Regions from separate parts of the Sus scrofa genome. Here region 1 is linked to region 2. Evidence: chromatin contacts called from public Hi-C data. All regions are on one chromosome and are shown on one strand. Each heading gives the region's core, a stretch centred on a gene start, on an enhancer-like site or on the middle of the called end of the contact. The rest is flanking DNA. Distances are from core to core; before and after follow the strand shown. Region 1 overlaps KALRN (kalirin). Region 2 overlaps KALRN (kalirin).

What was found. Hi-C and Micro-C count contacts between places; a contact is called where the count stands out from the background.
Region 1: a contact with region 2 is called in a Hi-C map of liver, with 2.2 times the contacts expected there. The contact joins two enhancer-like sites. A contact is called at or near these places in 3 of 5 promoter capture datasets (fetal liver, liver and skeletal muscle), 27 of 47 Hi-C or Micro-C datasets (adipocytes, adipose tissue, alveolar macrophages and 15 more) and 1 of 2 datasets of contacts at active chromatin or transcription factors (skeletal muscle).

Annotation. Positions count from the first base shown.
Region 1 is chr13:135,789,019-135,791,718 of Sscrofa11.1, forward strand. All of the region lies in intron 38 of KALRN (kalirin), which reads right to left. Among named protein-coding and RNA genes, the nearest start is that of UMPS, 140 kb to the left of the region's middle. Within about 2 kb of position 1,378, at least 4 of the 83 cell types and tissues checked have an H3K27ac peak or open chromatin away from gene starts, as enhancers often do. A contact at or near this core is called in liver, where this site is marked.
Region 2 is chr13:135,683,382-135,686,081 of Sscrofa11.1, forward strand. The region is part of intron 55 of KALRN (kalirin); the gene reads right to left. Among named protein-coding and RNA genes, the nearest start is that of UMPS, 34 kb to the left of the region's middle. Within about 2 kb of position 1,405, at least 6 of the 83 cell types and tissues checked have an H3K27ac peak or open chromatin away from gene starts, as enhancers often do. A contact at or near this core is called in liver, where this site is marked.

The DNA of each region.
Region 1 (2,700 bases), core at 128-2,627, 110 kb after region 2:
TTCACTCCGGGTGAGGCTGCATCAGGTTTTTTTTTAATTTTTTTTCCCCTTTCTTTCTTCTTTTGGCTGCCCTGAGGCACATGGAGTTCCCAGGCTAGGGATCAGATCCCAGCCACGGCTGGGGCCTGAACTGCAGCTGAGGCAACGCCAGATCCTTAACCCACTGTGCCAGGCTGCTGATCAAACCTGCATCCTGGCACTCCCAAGATGCCACCAATCCTGTTGCGCCAAAATGGGCATTTCATGCACCAGGGGTTTTTAAAGGTCCCCAGGTGTTTGTAACATGCAGCACAGTTTGAGAACCATGGTATAGTGTAGTAGCTCTCAAACTTGAGCAGGCATCAGAATTCCAGGAGATTGAGTTAAAACACAGATTTCTGGGTCCTACTCCCAGATTTTCCAATTCTACAGGTCTGGGGTGGGGTCTGAGGATCTGCATTTCTACCAGTTCCCAGAGGATGTTGATGCTGTGGGTACAGGGGCCACACTTTGAGAGCTGCTAGTGTATTACATCTTCCCCCTCCTGTCTGCAAGCTATGTCCCCTCTTTTTGTAATCGCACTTTGATTTTTCCTTGAGGAGCCAGCCCTCCTCCAGTCTCAGACCATGTTTTTGGATGTAGTCCACATCCTCCCTCTGTCCACCCTCCACTCTAAGGATGGGCCCATGACCTGGGCTTGGCCAGCCAGGGAATGGTCACATTTAGCACATGACCCAATTTCAGCCAAAGGTCATAAACCAGGAGGTCTTAGCAAGAACTCCTGGGAGAGCAACAATTCCTTCCCAGAAGATTTCTAAGTTGGTGGCCTGTTAACATGAAGCAGTGGGAGACCGTATTGCCATAACCACATAGGCATAAGCCGCCTGAGAATAAAGCCAATGTGGAGGAAAGGATGAAATGAGAGAGGCTGGATGCCATCTCCTGGATAACTAGATACACTTCTCCCCAAAGCCTGTCTATCCCGGGACCTCATCTGAGCCCTGTCTTTTTGCATAAGACAGCAGAATATCTATAATCTCAAGGTTTTCAAACCCCACCCCACCCACTCCCAAAGTTCAGGCTAAGAGCCACCAAGCTGTAGCAATATCTTTAGAGTGTTCCTAATTTCCAAACAAATGCTTGAGCCTTCCCCTTATTTTTGTCATGGTCTGTCTTCAATGATGCTTCCAGTCAGAGTCCATCTTACATGAATTACGCTCTTTCCCTCCCTATGTGTCCATTTTATCTCATCTCCATTCCCCACAACAGTGAACCCCAAAGAATTCCTGCTGGTCTCAGCCTGCAGACACACTGAGCCGGGTATATCACAGTGCTGGGCTTGGTATCGGGAACCAGTAGGAACGCCCTGTCACACGGGCTTCAGGAACACTGGACCATGACCGCAGGCGTCTGCCCTTTTCACCGAGAGACACGGGTGCAATGTTGTCCTTTCGAGTTATTCTCCTCGAATTTACAGGAACAGAGTTTTCCAAAAAAAAATCCCGGTATTTATCCACATTTCCTAATGAGAACTCAGCCCAGTGACAGAAGGAACAGCAACTTTGCCCCAACTCAGGCCTAGAGAACCTTTTTAAGTGCCAAATACAGGACATGCCCTCTGCAGGACCTGCCCAGTGAAGGCTGTGCTCAGGGTTTCTGGCGACCACAGAGGACAGGCCTGCCTGCCCCACCTGCACCGTAACCAGTCACTTGCCTGCCTTTTCCTCCAGCAGAGAATGTCACTTCCAGCGCCCACTCCCAGATGGTGAGCCAGAGTGCTAGCTAGAGTCCTGAAGAAGCTCTGCAAGTGATTTCAACGCGAAATGAGGGCTAAGGACCGCGGACCTTGGGACTATGGGATTAGCTCCTGCATGGAAAATACACCACTTAGGAAGCACCTGGACTCACACATTTTCACTTTCTCAAACTCTGACAGCTGGGACTTTGACTCATTCTCCCACGGCCTGCTATGCTCTCCAGTTACCTAACCGCATCTGCCTGTAGATTTCCGGCCTGTGAACTGCCTGATGCCTGATACCAGGGTGGCTCCTAATCGTCCCCAAATTATTCAGTCTTGGCTTCTACTTGTGACTGTGGCCTAAATTCTAAGGGTCTTGCCAAAGAACTGATCATTTATTCAACAAACAGTTGGTTTTGAATATCTACTATCTGCAAGCCACTAAACTAACTTATACGTGGGAATTTACATGGGAAGCATATGAGAAATATAAACTGAACAACACCTGTTCCCTGAGAAAAGACAAAGGACAGGGGGAGTTCTAGGAAATCAGTTCGTTCATTTTTTTGTGGCAGAAGAAGGAATCTGGAGACAGACCAAGACTGGACATAAGGTAGAGGTTTCATGTTTATGTAAAGAAGCAGAACTGAGATCATAATCATCAGTGACCAGAAACACGTACATTGCTTTTATATTTAATTTGAGCTCCAATTACGTCTTTCAAAATTATATAATGTCCACGTGGATGACCACTGCCAGGTTATATGTTATTAAAATAGCAAGGTTTACAAAAATAAAGCATGATTGCCAGCATTCTGCATAGTACTCTCTTCCCCTAATTACGCCTGTTGATGTGGTCTAAGCATGGCACCACTGCGGGCCCTGTGGGTGCCTCTATCCCCTTGGTGGCAGCTCCTAGACTCCAGGGACTAGATCACTAGGCAGCTCTTCCTCTCCATTTTCAACTATGCCCTGCAAATGTG
Region 2 (2,700 bases), core at 155-2,654:
AGCTCTTTCTGCCTCGAGGTCCAGGGCGAAGGCCAAGTCTTGGGAAAGGCTCTTGAGACTTTATCCTCGACGTCAAAGCCCTGCCTGCTGACCTTTGCTCCACAGCCTTGCTCTCCAGCCCATCTTTCCCAGTTCCCCTGTTCAACCTCCCCCAGGAAGGACCAGGAGCCCGGGAAGACTCCCTACCAATGTTTTCCTAACCCTGACTCCGGATCGTGCCCATAGACGATGCCCCCCCTCATGTTTCCTCCTCTTCCTTTGAAACAAATCAGCGTGTGGACTGGAGGAGGGCCACCCTTCTCACACGGTATCTTTGTACTTGTCTCCAGCCCCCTGTGGACTACAAGGCCCATGCGGGCAAGGGCCACATTTCCTTCACTGTCATTGCCTCAGAGTCTAGCACGATATCTGGCACATAAGCGCTCTGCTGAATTTTGTCAAATCCGTAACAATTGTCAACGGTGGGGTCCTAACCGGGGGAGGGAGAATTGAGAAAATGCCTTGTAAGGAACTTGGAGTGTTTTCCGATTTCCATGAATCTGGAACATGACTTGTTCTGGAATCTCATTGGGTCTGAGTCAGGGTCTGAGGTTTAGCCCATTGTGATAGTCCCTCCTCTCTGCTCTCCCAGAGGCTGGTCCCCATGACACTGAGCACGTGCTGCCATCCAGCATAACATCCTCCCTGCACGATAACTGCCCTACCAGACTTGTTTTTTTGTTTCTTATTTTCTTTTTGTTTTGTTTTTTCCTTTTTAGGGCTGCACCTGCGGCATATGGAAGTTCCCAGGCTAGGGGTTGAATTGGCGCTGTAGCTGCAGGTCTGCATCATAGCCAGAGCCACACCAGATCTGAGCTGCAGCTTGCAACAATGCCAGATCCTTAACGCCATGAGCAAGGCCAGGGATTGAACCTGCATCCTCATGGAGACTACGTCGAGTTCTTAACCCACAGAGCCACAATGGAAACTCCCCTACCAGACTTATGAACCTGCTGAAGAGCGTAACCTGTCCCTGTGTTTTAGGTACCCTCTGTCGTGTTGCTTAGCACCCTGAGTACAGTAGGCCAGGCAGGATTTGTTCAATCACAGTAACTGAGGTCACTCGTGAGCAGACTCTAACCTGGGCCTTCTGACCATCTTGTCTAATGATCATGAGTGGTTTGGGCAAGGACCTGGGACCTGAAGGGTTAATCACAAGCTGCACGTTCCCTGAAGCCTAATCTTTTCCTTCCTTAGAAACACTTTGGGGGCCCATGAGGATCGGAAGGAAGCGGGAGCGGAGGGAAGATGACTTTGTTTCTATAAAACGCACGTTCTCTGGCTGGGAGACCTGCGTCCAGGAGGAGGAGGCTGTGTAGACCCTGTGGGCAAGAGCTGTCAGGAATCTGGTTTTATTTGAACAGCAGAGGGCGGCAGGTGCCTCCTCCGAGAACCACCACAATGCAGCCCATGGCTAACTCTGCTTCTTCCTACTGGAGACAATTCCAGTCGTTTTTGCTTGGGTTTTCTTTAAAGTGGGAGGGTGGCGAAGCAACAGGAAAGGCTTACAGGGAAAATCAACCAGCAATGAATAACAAGCTGAGCTTGAGGAAATCTGGAGTCTATTTTTATGGCCAGTCAGTGTCCAAGATTCTGACTCCGAGACCTGAGAATGAGGGTGAAATCCTCATTAATCTAGAAAACCAGGTGTCAACTGACTCCAGAAGAAAAACACCTGTTTTTGCTAAATCCTTCATCACCTGTCACAAAACACAGTTCAAAACTATATATTGAGAGCGCTGAGGGAACCAGGCTGGTCAGACAAAACAACGCAAGTGTCCTAAACTCATCTCAGAGCTACCTTGAATGAAACATGATTTCTATACTCTGCCTCTTCTTTCTAGTCTCTTTGTGCTTGTTTCATGTGACTCTATGTTCAGAGGGAGTGGGAAAGGTATTTCAGATGATGAGATTTGGCAATAAAATTGGAAAACAAACAAATTGAGGTAGGATTTCCGGTTTGGAGGTTTAACCAAACCTTGACGTTTCCAATCTTGCAGACATGATTTTCTCAGTTTTTAGAAAACATTTCTCTAAAAATTTAGAAAATAGTCCTACCTCCGCTCATCTCTAAGAGGGTATAAAACAAGCCACAATTTTTAAAAAAATCCAACACAATCCCAAACAGCAACAGCATCTCTCTTTGAACTAGCTCCTTATCGCCTAAGTATTTCCATTATCATTTAGTTCTGTTTTTCCTTCAACCACGATTTTTTTCTTTGACCCAATTGCAGTAGACATGTTTTAAAATCTACAAATGAGATTTAAAAAAATTATCTTCTTGCTACTGCTTTCTAACTTAATTGCACGGTGGTTGCAGTTTGGCCTATACAGTACTGACTCCTTGATTTTTGTTGGGATTTGTTCTATAAATAGTTGATGGTCACTTTTCATGAAAAGTTCCAGGTGTTTCTGAGAATGTATAAAGCACGAATTGTTGGGTAGAGCTGGGAATGTCCACGTGTTGAGCACATTAATTGCTTCATGGGGATTTCTAATCCAAATTCGTTTCCTGGAGTTCCTGTCGTGGCTCAGCAGAAACGAATCTGACTAGTATCCATGAGGACATGGGTTTGATCCCTGGCCTCGCTCAGTGGGTTAAGGATCTGGCATTGCCGTGAGCTCTGGTGTTGCTGTGGCTGCGGTGGAGGCCAGCAACTG